Regions from separate parts of the Drosophila melanogaster genome. Here all the other regions are linked to region 3. A link is a contact called in public Hi-C data. All regions are on one chromosome and are shown on one strand. The core of a region is the stretch at or near the end of the contact, and the rest is flanking DNA. Distances in the headings are between cores, read along the strand shown. Region 1 holds the start of lncRNA:CR43475 (long non-coding RNA:CR43475). Region 2 holds the start of lncRNA:CR45054 (long non-coding RNA:CR45054). Region 3 holds the start of lncRNA:CR44133 (long non-coding RNA:CR44133).

Region 1 (4,689 bases), core at 477-2,976, 6.6 Mb after region 3:
CGTACGTTGCTCTTTGTTGTTAGTATTGTTATTGCTTTTGCCTATTTGCCTGACACCGGCTGCTGGAAATTGCTTTTGTTGTTTGCTTTGCTGCTTATGAATGAATCGCACACGCACATACAAATACAAGTTTGCACAGCTTGTTGTGGGTGTGCTCGCTCTCTGTCTGTTCCTCTCGCACGCCCCAAGTGACGCACATTTTTGTTGATTTTTCTTAATTAAATGTGGCTTTTTCAGCCTTTTGGCCAATTAATTAAGTTGCTTAGCGCATTTTCGTCGCATTTTACACGGCGTATATGTAATGCCCATTTAAGTATGCAATGCAAGGGGCTTAATGAGGCAAAAACATTTGTAGTTTTGCGAAACACATGCCGACGAGTAAATAAATTGCTCTAAAAATAGTCAAAGCACGCTGGCAAATAAATTAAGCGATCCGATCCCACCCCCTTCCACCATTCCATCCTTCCAGTGGTGTAAACAAAGAAAGTCCCAGACAACATTTGGAATAATTAAAATGCCAAGCAAAGGCAACTGGAATGCGGGCGGCCGCTGCTTTGTTGTTGTGCATTTGGTTGATAAATTAAGCAATTTGCAGATATACAAAAGTGTAGATCAACGAAGGAGGTGAGGAGGGCTCTGAAAAGAACGCGTGGAAGTCGACCCCCCATCAGCGTCCAATTTCCAGATCATGTGAGCACTGGAAAATTATTTTATTTTTCCTTTTCGCCGCGTGTGCGTTTTTTGTCTATAATTTCACAGTTATTTATGATTTGTTTAGCTAAAGGCCAGTGGGCAAAAAAATATAGGGAACTATAATTTCCCCCATTTTACGCACTTCGCACTGGTTTCCATCTGCGTTTTTGTGCGTAAATGAGCCAATTCCAGGCAATCCCATCTGTTCCGTTCCCAAATCCCCAATTGCAACAACAAACATCGTTTTACATTTGTGAATTACAGTGGAGCTTCTATAGGAACATTTTTCAATTTTACAGAAACTGATATTCATTTAAATTTTCAAAGAAACTAAGTTAATTTTGGATAGTTCTGGAAAGTTAGTTGCTGTCTTTTTCCATTGTCAATTGATTCCAATTTCCCAGTTACGGTAGGTTTGCCTGCATCGCTTTTTTGAACAATTGTGCACATTAAATTAAATATCCGGCATGCTGCTTGTTTTTCCTGCTTCTTTTTGTTTGCGTTAATTTTATGGAAGATAATGCGGGTCATATGCGTTCTGTTCAGAAAACTCCAGGCGGAAGATACATATACAATATGTATTTAAAATTTAAGTACAGGAATCGTACGGATATGTGAATGGAATTTTTACAATGCCCACAGACGGCGATTAACGACTACTTTTGTGCGGCCCAAAGTGTGGGCAATGCGATGGGAATATTTACTTAATTTCTTTATTGATCAATGGAAATGGTTTATATCGGCGTGGGCCACTTTCCCACTTGGCAACCGAGGATCCAAGTGATGACCCATGAGCACCATTGAAAAGTGAAATGCGGCACGCGACGCCCATGCAAATGTGATAATTAGAAAGTCATTATGGCTGGCAATCGTTGGCCATCTAATACCAATGGGTGACATCTTCGCTTGAGGTGATACATTGCATACACACATAGAAAAAGTACTTCCTAAAAGGGAAATCTAAGCAGTAAAAGTGAATCTAATCATTTCGAAACACGAACAATTCAGATTATTACCTGTATATTAAAAATTATCAAACGAACTATAATATAAAATCGCATCTACACATCTATTGATTCTACGTCTCGAATTCTCTTCCTAATTCCGAACCCTGAATTTGCGCAGAATTTAATGCTGATCGATTTGTGGCATTACAAACAGCTAATTTATATGGACCAATAAACTATTACTAAATGGCGTAATCCAATTTGGCGTACATCTAGAATGCAACGCAGGGTAAACACCACGAAGCTGACGAGTTCAAAGATCATTCGGGGATCATTCTTGGGCTGGGGTATTCGCTGGAAGCCAGGTGCCGCCATACGGACAACCATCAACGGATTTTACGGACACGCATTAATGGCCATTGATTGACGACGACTCGAGCGTAAATAAACAGCTTCCAGTGAAAAAATTATGAAGAGTTTTTGGCGTAAACAAATTTGGAACTAAAATCATATCGGAACGGAATCGAATCGAATCGAAACGAGGCGAATCACATTGGCGCCAGCTGGCGAAGTACACTCAACAAATTTTAGGGGGCATGTGTTTGAAAATATTTAAATCATATTTAGTTTTTCGTGAAATAAAAATGTATTTTAATTTTCATTTTAAATTTGTATTCTAAAATTTTTAATTATCTATTCAGTCTTGACCTACTACTTGCATTGCCGTCTTATTATTGACGCTTTAGATGATAGATTTTAATAATTTCGTAAATATTGTTGAGTGTACTCCCAGGCGCGATTAATCCCACTTGGGTTGTGAATGGAATCTAGAAGTGACTCACTCGCATGACGTTGGTGGTGTCGCGCAGCGGAGGCGGCTTGCTGAAGTCCATCTGCTGCACTGCATCCGGATCGCTGAGGGATCTGCGCAGCGTGGTCACCGATGCGCGCTTGGAGTGAAAGGAGCCGCGCAGGAAACGAGCAAATTCGCAGGCGGCATTCTTTCCCACACGACAAACTGCCCGTGGAGGCGTGACCTTGAAGCTGGGCAGGAGTGGAGCGTGCATCTCGAAGGAAGAGTCCGGAGAGAGATTGCGGCTATTGGAGCTGCCCGACTGTGAAGTGAGATTGGAGCTGGCCGAGCTGATGCCGTCGTCGTGCTCCTCCTCGTCCTCGGAGCTGGTGGGTACTTCTCCGCCAGATGCAGCCAGTGGACTACAGCCCAGTTGCTCCTCCACCCGATCCCTGGTCACTCTGATCAGCACTGGGGAATCGGCGCGATTATCCTCCATCTCTGGCTCACTGAGTTTTCGGTTGCCACTCCGTCTTTTGGTGGCCGAACTGAAGAACTGCAGCACGCGGGAGGCACTGCGGCAACTGCGTCGTTCCGCCTGGACACGTGCCATGGCCATGGGTGGTGGCATCAGGTCCTCTGCCTCTGCGCATTTCCTAGGCAATGGATTCACCAACACTTTCTCCTCCTGCACGGTCTCCGGTGCAATTGTTATTTGCGGTGAGGCACTGCGTCTGCCACTGGCACTTTGATAAAACTCCTTGGCCTTGCGGCATATGTATGGTGAGCTAATCTTGGACTTGACCTTCGGTGTGCTGGCCTGTCGCTCTTCGAAGTCCTGCACAAACCGGGTCAACTGTTCGCGATCCAGCTCCGTGAGGCAGCGATGCCTGACATGTTTGGGCGTGGAACCGGCCGAGGATCCAGGATGAATCCGCTTGATCTCGAAGCTGCTGTCAAAGGTGCCGGAATCATTCAGTTGGCTCAGCGACTGGACAAACCGTTCCACCATGCTGGCGATGGTTGGTTCCTGCTTGCTTGCGATGGGTATTCTGGAGCAAGTGCCTCGAGTGGTATTTGTATTGTTCATGACGCGCACTTGCCTAAATGGGTTCAATTCAATTTGATTATTACTTGCACTTTAAAAGCTTGTGGCAATTAAAAACGCAAAGTTTTCTTTTTGTGGGAAGGGAGATGGTACTCCCAAATTGTTTCGATTTTAGCCACGTTCACGCTGCTCGACTGTTCGCGTACGACTGAATTTCCCCGGCCAACTGGCCAGCCGCCAAAGGTAAACTTTTCACGCAAAGTGGGGAAAAGCTATGCAAATTTCGAGAACGTATGTACGTATCTCTCTGGGACGCCTGCGCCCTCGAGACCTCGTAGACGACATGCGGACTTCTTCAAATGGTTGAGTAAGCACTTTTTTTTGTTATGGACTCTCCACGCTGTTTACTGCTTTCTTCAGACGTGCGATTCGCATGTGGAATACCTAAAGACTGACGGAAATTGTCACTGGTCAATGTATGTATCTGACGACTGTGAATCGAGTGGATCCATTGGTGGGTGCGTCACCCATGTTGGCCCATAAGGAGATGCCAGTGGGTTTACGCAATCGAAGAGTGTGCGTTTATATAGACTTCGAACCATATAATCCAAACAAAAGTTATAAAGAACGAAAAATGTTTTTATTATATTTATCGCTCGAATATATAGAACACAACTTATGCGGCGCCCACAAAGAGCACTCTTTACGTGCCTTCCTCTATCAGGCATCTGGCAATGCTAACCTGACTAAAGTCAACAACAAATCTCCTTATCAATATTGGGGTATCAAAATAGCTTCGAAATTCTCGTGTAAACAGTTGAAAGAAAAGTGTGACTGCGCAATATGAGCCAAGAACTTAATAGCTCTGACCCAAATGGTTAAAAAAATATATGTTTATATGTATCAGCAAAGACACACGAGAATCGTGACCACTCATGGGCACTCTAATCTTTAGAAGTTCCTGAGGGAACACTTCGATTCCAGTTTCAAATGGATTCCAGAGCAATAATAAATGGTAATAAGGTGTTCTTAGAGCATTCCAGCTGTCGTATACAAGTGAATTTCGATTATTAATGCAATTAATACATATTTTCATGAATGAATAAGGGTTCTAATCTTGACTTGGGCTCTATCGCCTGACTTTGAAAGCCATCATATGTTCTTTATTCTATAGAAAAATAACGCGTGACTAACTGAATTCGAATGGA
Region 2 (4,440 bases), core at 957-3,456, 5.9 Mb before region 3:
ATAAATACTTTTGTTCGTTTAAAAATGGTTTACAGGCCAGCAACTGATTTCGAGCAACATTGAGCACAGCCCAGGATTATTTTTAAAAGCAAATGACATTTTGGCCATACTCGATTATCTTTTTCCTATTTAACATTTTTTTTTTAAGTTTTTCTTGAGTTTAGTCGATTTAAAACTCAGGAAAGCAACATTTGAATTTTCCGAAAAGTAATTTTAAAAAGGATCATAAGAATTTAATTAATAAAAATAAAGTAAAGTAAAAATCAGGTACTTTTCATAATAAATTTCTAATGTTCATTAACAAATGTTAAAACAACAACTTTTTTATTTCAATCCCGTTAGGTATTCTGTATGTACTCTTAAATATGTAGACCCTTTCTAATTTTCTTTGACAACTTCTATTCGTAACTAAATTCACTCGTAATCCGTAATGAAATTTTGTTCATTTCCCCACAGTGTCAGCGATAGAAAAGTTTCCAACGCTTTCGCAGAGTAAACTGGGCGCTAACAGTTGGCGGTAACTGTGTTTGTGGAAGTGCAAGCCATGGCTGTGTGTGTATCGGGCGAGTGGTTATATATTTGTATATGGGGTATATATGTACCACCATATAAGCTTCGGAGTGCGCCAGTGCAGTCGCATGTGTGTATTTGTATCCGTATCTGTAGCTGCATTGGTATAGCCCGACATGCACTAACATCTGTTGCATATATCCGATGATATAGATACAGATATGTACATGAATCGCCAGAAATATATTTACCTGAAAATATGCGACCGTTACAAAGTGCCTAGGTATGCAAGAGTTGCACTTAGCGCATTTAATTAAATTAAACAATTAAACAAACATGGCGGGCAGTGTTCTCTCGGTCTCTCGCAAAACCAACACATACACCAGCGGCCCCAAACAAATTCAATTAAGAAATTAAAATCGAATTGCCAGCTTGTTTGTGCTACTAGAAGAGAGAACCATGGGTGAGCAAAAGAGATGACTGCAGCAGGCGAGAAAGAGACGAAACCACACCCTGTGTGGGGATGCAGATTTGGGGGGCTGGCTTAGCCGGTGGAAAATTGCAGCAGACACACATTTGTCAATCGAAATCGAAATCACATGCACAAAGTACATATGTATGTATGTACATAGGTATTAGAAGGTCCCACCCACGTCAGAAATACATATGACAGCAAATATCCGTACACTTTGCAGGGCCAGTAAGCCAAGTAATTATTGTATTTCCCTCCTATCACTACGAGCATTTTGTGTTGCAAGCGGCAGTTAGTCAATAAATGCGCTAATTATATACAATACATTTCGCTGCCCAGGCCCAGAACACGAACCGAAAAGCCCAGAACCAGTAGATACACAGCGCACTCAGTGCATCCATATACAGTGGGCAACCTTGGGGGAGAATCTTTACAAACAATTTTTGTTGCAATCAATATTAATAAGGTGTTATCCAATCTAGGTGGGAATTATAAGGATCTGCAAATTTCTTATTTTTTGTCATAACTCTAATCTTCCTATTGGGTAAAGATCATTTTTAAGTACCACATGCAATGGTACAGTAACCCTGCCGCTCATGACCAGCTTTAGCGAGGGACCACTGTACCAGTGCGGCAGTAAGCGAGGCGCGTCAGGGCAGACTGCACAACTTAAACTACAAGTACATGCCAAGAAAGGCAAAAAGGGATGCCGTTGGGGAAGGGGTTGGGCCAGAGGGAGACGGCGATAGAGAGGGCGAGTGAGAAAGCGAAAGGGGATCAGATGAGGAATACCTGCCTATGTGTGTGTTACTGCGAGAGAGCTGCTTACTTGCACTTACACTACCACCACTTCAGGCTGTGCTCTCTCCTCACTTTATTACATAACATCCTTGAACTTGAGCTGAGCTTGTCAGAGTTTCCTTTTCAAATGCAATATGTATGCAAGTACATATATCTGTGCATTTTAATTCTGGCAGCAGGACGCGCAGCTCCTTTCAATACATACATACATATGTACGTTGCTTTCTTCTAGTCCCCATTCTTCTCTTCTCCCACACTTTGACCACTTCGTTTCTTCTCTCTTCGCTTCGGAAGCTTTCGGGCTTTAGCGGCGACAACGACAGCTCTGTCATTTTCTGCTGGGCTGCGCGTTGGCATTGAAAGTGTGGCAGGCGAGCTGCCAACAACGCTCCATTCCTAGAAAATTCCCAATCGGAAGCAGAAGAATTCTGAACACAGCAAAAAGTACTGCATATAATACCCACCTCAAAAAAAACAATCCCTACATTATTTGTTACAAATTAGACACGCAAATGACATCAACAGCGAAATTGAATCCGTTAAAAACCAACCCATTCAAAATGGAAAAGCAAATACAATGCAAAATAATTGGAAATTAATTGTGCCCAATTCTACGTGAAGTGCGTGTCATATCACAAAAAATCGAAGATAAACACACGAATTGGTAATTACGCCAAACATAAATTAAATCCTTTTAAGTGCATTCTATTGTGTGATTACAAAAACTAGGAAGTAAATAACGAAATTGATATAAGAATGCAAGCGCATTTCACAACTATTTTAAATACGTGCCTCAAACAAGTGAGTTTTTACATGAAGATACAAGAATTAAAAAGCAATTAGAAGAAGTCGGTGAAGCAATAAATTAATAAAATATCAATTGGGATCATCAAAGGTGAGCATTGTTTTACAAAGTATTTAAAACAGTCAGCCATTTCGTCATCCATTTTTCACTTACTATATAAACTGCATACATTTGTGATTTTATTTTGTTTAGAAATAGTTTTTTGTTTCCTTTTATTATCAGTATCTAAAGTTCTAAAGAACCAAATCATTCCAAACCCAGTTAAAAATGTCCATGTACTCTTATTCCTTGTTCGAACTTTGAAAGCTCTGTAAAGCTTTTCGGTAGGATCAAGGGATGAGGATCTCACAGTCCCCCCGAACCCTTGAAATTGTTTTTCAGCCTTTTGTTTTGTTTTGCTTCGGCTAGAAAAAGCGTCGCAATAAAAACAGGAATTCGCAAAAAGCAAAAGTGAGTTGCAAACACAGATAAAAGTGCGCAGATACAGATACATTTTAGGGATGAGAAATGAGGGGAGGAGAATAATGAATGAAAGAATGGTGGAGAGTGGAGCAAGAGCTGGCGAGAGAGCCAAGCCAGTTTGAAGGCCACTGCGAAGAGAATCACATGTGCCTTTCGGGTTTTCGATGAGGGGCAGTGTGGGGCAGTAGGGCAAAAGTAGAAGGCCCAAGAAACAGGAACAGGAAGAATCGAAAAAACTTGACGAAACATCACACTGTGTGAGAGAGAGAGGGCAGAGAGTGTTCTGCCAGTAGATAGAAACTCTGTCGACGTCGACGACGACGCTGGCAGAGGCTGCGCCGCGGCAGAGGCGAGAACTTTCACAAAAAAGCGGCGACATTGAACAGCGGTGCCTTCAACCGATCGCATTTGTTGCCTGTGCACCCAAGCACAATTCAATAAATAATTCATAAAGATAATCAAAAACCCAAATATAAAACTTAAAGAATTAAAGTTCGCCTGAGAATTAAGTTTGCTTCGTGTCCGAAAAGTGACGCATTAATATCTTGTCGGAAAATCCGTTTTTCTGCCCTGAGAAAATCCGAACAAAGTGCATGTTGGAAAAACAAAAAGTATCGGCAAACACAGACACAAAAAGAAATGTGGCAAAAAACAACAGAATGTGAGTAAACTGAATTGCGTCGTAGTTAACATTTTTTCGACGGCGTCATCAAAGGCAATTCGCCACCCCCGTCGCGTCCCCCTCACCCACCGCTTTCCGTGATTGTGGAAAATACAGTCAACAATTGCTAAAAGCTAAGTTTTAATAACAGGGGCGCGCCGAAAAGGGGATGGGTAGTTTAGAATGCGTAGTACCCATTTAAAACAGCATTAGGTACTTAATTTTGTTGCAACGTAAGCCAGTGTTTTTCAATCTAGGCATTTATTAGAAATATGTCTATATTCTTTAAAGAATAATCGCTAACCCCGACTGGCAAAAAACACGCATACGCCCCTGTTTGCAAAAATTCTCTCTCTTTCAGACACACACACACACACACACGCACACAATGACACTCAATGTGTTTTGGCCATCTCTCCCAATCATTTGTTTTCCTTTGCACGGAATTTGCAGAAATATCAAAATTTATTTATAACATAAACAACACAAATTAAGCCAACCCAAGAAAAAATACATAATCGCGAAAAAAAGCCACAATGGCAGCGAAAATAAACAAAACAAATGCGAAAAAGCTTCTAAACAGTTCCGTTTATACATATACAAGTCAAAAGAAAAAACCAAAAACCAAACGAAACCCAATCGGAATTTGGCCAAAGGGAATTATGATTCTGAGGAACTTTGCGCGAAAAGATGATGGCTCTATTTGCGTGAGTGTGTGTGTTGCCATTT
Region 3 (4,443 bases), core at 989-3,488:
GTACTTTCCGTCGTTCTCATTCGGAATCTGGTCGGCTGTGACCCTAGTACCTTGAAATTTGATGGGGCTATCAGTTGTGTCAGCCCATTAAAAGTGCCCCAGCTAGTAAATATAGTTAGTTGACCCCTTACCACCACACAGCATACCCGATTTAGTTTTCAATTTGGTTTGCTTTCGATTAATACAAAACCCGGCTTATCTGTGCTTCGTCACGATGAAATGGCTGCGGATTATGGCATGGGCACACCATCCATCCATGGAGTAGATTATTTATGTCTACGAGGGGTGCTAAACGCGACCCGATCGTAATGGAGTCTGTGTCTCAATACTCCAAAACAATAATAATTCCTGCAGCAGTACGAGGGATTCGGTGCGTGGTACAGGATGGCCTTATCTCTGGCCCGTAGTAATGCCCGTCTTCCCCAGTTTCTTTATAATGGTCATTATTAAATTGTATTATAAGAGTCAGCTCAAACAAAACAAAAGCAAGTCCCGAGTTAAAGTCGGTGGCTGATAAGCTACGATTTTCCACTCGCTATATAACACTGCGAGAAAAAATATACCAGATCTTATACAGATTTCAAATATGAAATTCTGTACATGATTAAAGCTAAACGTAGCAGGATAGTTTAAATGAAATGTAGTAATAGTATCTAAAATAACATGATGACAAGATAATAGGTTATTAAAATAGGTTATTAATAGTATCTTACAATCTTTGCCTCTGCATTCTTCTCAGTGCATTCCCTTTTCTCTTACCCACTCACTTTGGCCTTTTATCTTCTGACCACAAGGCATCTTCCGGACTTTGCTACTGCTACTACTGATAGTCCAGCACCCGCACCCGCACCCTTGCATCCTTATCGCAATGTCTCCTCCTCGACTCCTCCCCGCATGGGTGACCCGCACCCTGTGGCCAGGGCCTCCTCCTCTCCCTACTGGCTGGGTCGGATCTTGGTCTGCCCGGCGAGGCGCCGACTTAAAGTTTTCCGCCAGGTTATTTACCTCCTTATCTCGCCAGCATTGTTTTCGCCTCGTCACCCGCTCCTTGCTTCTGATTCGTCTGGTTTTATCAATGTTTCTGTTTGCAATATGTTTGTTCTCAGCTTTTTGTTATTGTTTCTTGATTACTGGTTCTCTTATCACGACGCGTGACGTCATAAGAGCCGGCATTTTGCTATTAGATAGGAATATCTTTACATTTTTTTATCGTTTTTTTTTGGAAACGTGCTTGCTTTTTAGTTTTTTAAAATTACCAGACTCTTTGGCATTTCCCTGGTGGGAAATAAACTTCATCATAAACTTCATCGAAAGGGGGGGTGTGTAGGGAGAATAGTAGGAGTGCCATAGATAGGCAAGGTCGTCTGCCAGGCTTTGTTATCGGTTTGGTTTAATGTAGATCAGTCTCTATTTATTGAGCGCAAAAAAAATGTTATATCTTTCATAAACCATCTTTACTAAACCGGAAAATATCTTAGATATAAAAGAGAAAAGTGGGATTTATATTAGGAACTTATATTTTTGATTTAGAAAAAGATTAGTTTGGAAGAGCTTGTATCTTTGAGAAATAATTAGAAATTGGGTATTTACAGGATTGGATCTGGGGGAATTTATATATATTTTTTTTTAGTAAGTTGGTTAAAGATCCTTTCTCTACTGTTTGGTAAGCATTCGAAACAGGAACTTATGTACATTCCGCTATAGTGGCCAGATTCCGAATGCTGTCGTCACCAAATCAAATCTGGCCAAAGCAGGCCAGATGATAAGGACCTATGGCATATACTCACCAAGTCGGAGAGCGAGAGTTGCCCCGATAAGGATAGTCGCGCGACCGACGCGTGATGCAACTTAATCAAATCGTGTTTTGGTATCGCCCACCCTGCCTCTCGCTCTATCTGTGCCAGCGTCCTGCTCGCTCCCGTGTGGCGTCCATGCGGCGGAGATGGCGCCTGTGGGGCTGGCAATCGTGGAATCGGAATCGGGCCCGGCTCAGATAGCCATATCTTGGCGGCGTCCAATCAGCGGAACCGGCGACAGCCAAACTACGCCAAAGTACCGAGTACACGGCGCAATGAGTTCGACGGTTGCGTCGCCGATAATAAGTACAATCGTTACTTTGCTGTTGTTGCGTTTTTGAAAAGGTGATATGAAATGTGCTCTGATAAGTTTTAATCAAGAATATTTTACTCGCATTGCTTTGGGTGGCTCCCGGCCGAGTAGCATTTGAAAAGTTGTAGTAGTAGGTCGGAGCTCGGATGCGGGTCTGGTCGGGTCCACTCCCAACCGAACCCATCCCGTGCCATCCCATCCTATCGATTGCATCCGGCACACCGGTGCGGATTCGTGGGTCGTGTCCCGGCGATTATCACCGTGATCTGTTGGGCGTGAAACCGAAGAAAACCCTTTGAGCGTGGAAAAATGTGAGGAAAGTTGCGCCGGCGCAAGGGAAATCCTTCAAACGTGTGTTTAACCACAAAAGCGACGTGAGTTTAACCAACATAATCGACGGTTGGGCGCCCGGAAAAGCCACCACCCGCCTCCTCATCGTTCCCCGAAAGAGTTGTGATCCGTCGGCGTGACCTGTGTGACACTTTCATTTGCCGGGTTAACGCCCCCTCAAAGTCCGGACAGTATCGAAACCGAAAATTTAACGCTTGCTTAGCGCCTGAGATCGCCAGATGCCCAGATGTCCGCGGCTCGGTCATCATCGATGAAAACCACATGGGCCGAACGAACGCCCCTCATAATGAGCGCAACGGATCCGAGCACTCGATTCTGGACCTAGCCACAATGGATTTTCAATCGCTGTCGGAATATGCATGGGAATCTGGCCATGGACAACTTGGTAAGTTTCACCAGACGATTTGTTGGCCTTCGGGGGAAGTTGCTCTCAATTGTCTTAACTAACATAAATAATACTAATGGAATGTTGCATATGTGCTAAATGAAGCTACATATGTACATAAATAAATGTCACATAATGTTTAGTCACAACTCTTGGGAAGACATAGTGTACGTATTATTATGAGTCATTGTATTCATTTTTTGCAAACAGTCATGATTTTAATGAGTTTTAGGCTTAAAATGGTTTCTAAGAATAAATATTTCAGTTCAAGTCGCAGTAAGATTATTAAATGTTGTGGAATGCATCCAAGCAAAAAGTGTCTAAGAAAATTTAAGGAATTGAAAAGGGACCGACAGGGAAAAGTAGGGAAAATTATGTCGATTACGAGAAACCAGCATGACGATCAACGAACCCAAAAAGCACAAAACTCCGGATCCCGTCCAGCCAAGGGGTGGGGCATTGCCTTACAGCTCCAGGCAGTGGCACCCAGCAAGTGCCCATATGCGTGCCCGAGTATATATTTTATATATATGTATGTGTATATATATATAAATATATAAGGAGGTTGAAACGACTGAAAAACAAAATGCGAGTCCAAACGATGGGTCCCGTTCCATGGTACCGCTGCCGATCCACTTGGCCCTGCGGTCGTTGAGTTGTGGCGACGACAACAACGAGGCCTTATCAACATCGACTTGTATGTATATGTATAATATATGTATGTGGGGAAAAAATGAAAAGAAAAAATTATTCAAGAAAAATAAGCATTTAAGAAAAGAATTTCAAAACAAATGAAATAAATGTAGTGGGGCCTTATACTATGTACCCATAAATTCATTGCTATACACACATGACTTCCTGCCATAGGTCAGCCATATTGAAAATTAATTATACAAAAAAAATATATATATATATATATATTGTATAACCACACACATATTATAGTCAAGCGAATTGTCGTAGTTAACCGACAATTGCCTTTTGTTGTTCAGCCAGTGATTTTCCAGGGAAACCCTGGATGCATCCCACACAGCCATCCGACTCCCCTGACACGTGCATCTCCATAGCGAAATGCATCCGCAAACAAGTGGGATTTACTTTTGGGTGCCGCGGAGGAAACCGCGACAATAAACACCGCAAAAACAAAAAAACCAAAACCAAAACCAAACCGAGGACAAACAACCAACAATGACGGACAGTCACATACATTAAACATTAACAGAACAAGTAAAGTAAAAATTGTAGTATAAAAGAATTTTTGTGAAATTCCGAAACGCAAACAAACTGTACGGCAAACAACAATCCACCAAAGACAAGATACAAGATACAAGACACTCGTGTTTGTCTTAATCGTTAATTGCTCTGGCCACGTCCCTATCCCAGTCCCGATTTCAGTTCGAGTTCCAGTTCCAGTCCTCTGTGGTTGGCACACACATCCACAGAGTGCGCCAAACTCTAGGAAAAACCGCACCTACTCCATATAAACATAGAGCCACAAGCACTGCGGATGAGCTGTATCCGCGCGTGTCTCTTAACTGGGTCTTCAATGAGTACCTGTTGCTAGTGGCTTGGTTACCTGTCTGTCCGTCCAACTTCGT

The links. Hi-C and Micro-C count contacts between places; a contact is called where the count stands out from the background.
Region 1: a Hi-C map of the Kc167 cell line shows a contact between it and region 3, with 5 times the contacts expected there.
Region 2: a contact with region 3 is called in a Hi-C map of the Kc167 cell line, with 2.8 times the contacts expected there. A contact is called at or near these places in 3 of 107 Hi-C or Micro-C datasets (the Kc167 cell line, the S2 cell line and the Sg4 cell line).

Annotation. Positions count from the first base shown.
Region 1 is chr3R:22,627,071-22,631,759 of dm6, forward strand. lncRNA:CR43475 (long non-coding RNA:CR43475) reads left to right here and starts at 1,727. Exons shown (of 1, transcript NR_048466.1): 1 at 1,727-2,229. All of the region lies in intron 2 of loco (locomotion defects), which reads right to left. It also overlaps asRNA:CR43474.
Region 2 is chr3R:10,081,175-10,085,614 of dm6, forward strand. lncRNA:CR45054 (long non-coding RNA:CR45054) reads left to right here and starts at 2,207. Exons shown (of 2, transcript NR_125127.1): 1 at 2,207-2,678.
Region 3 is chr3R:15,983,943-15,988,385 of dm6, forward strand. It overlaps lncRNA:CR44133 (long non-coding RNA:CR44133), which reads left to right and starts at 2,239. Exons shown (of 2, transcript NR_074017.1): 1 at 2,239-2,845. It overlaps srp (serpent), which reads left to right and starts at 2,210. Exons shown (of 8, transcript NM_001275690.1): 1 at 2,210-2,845.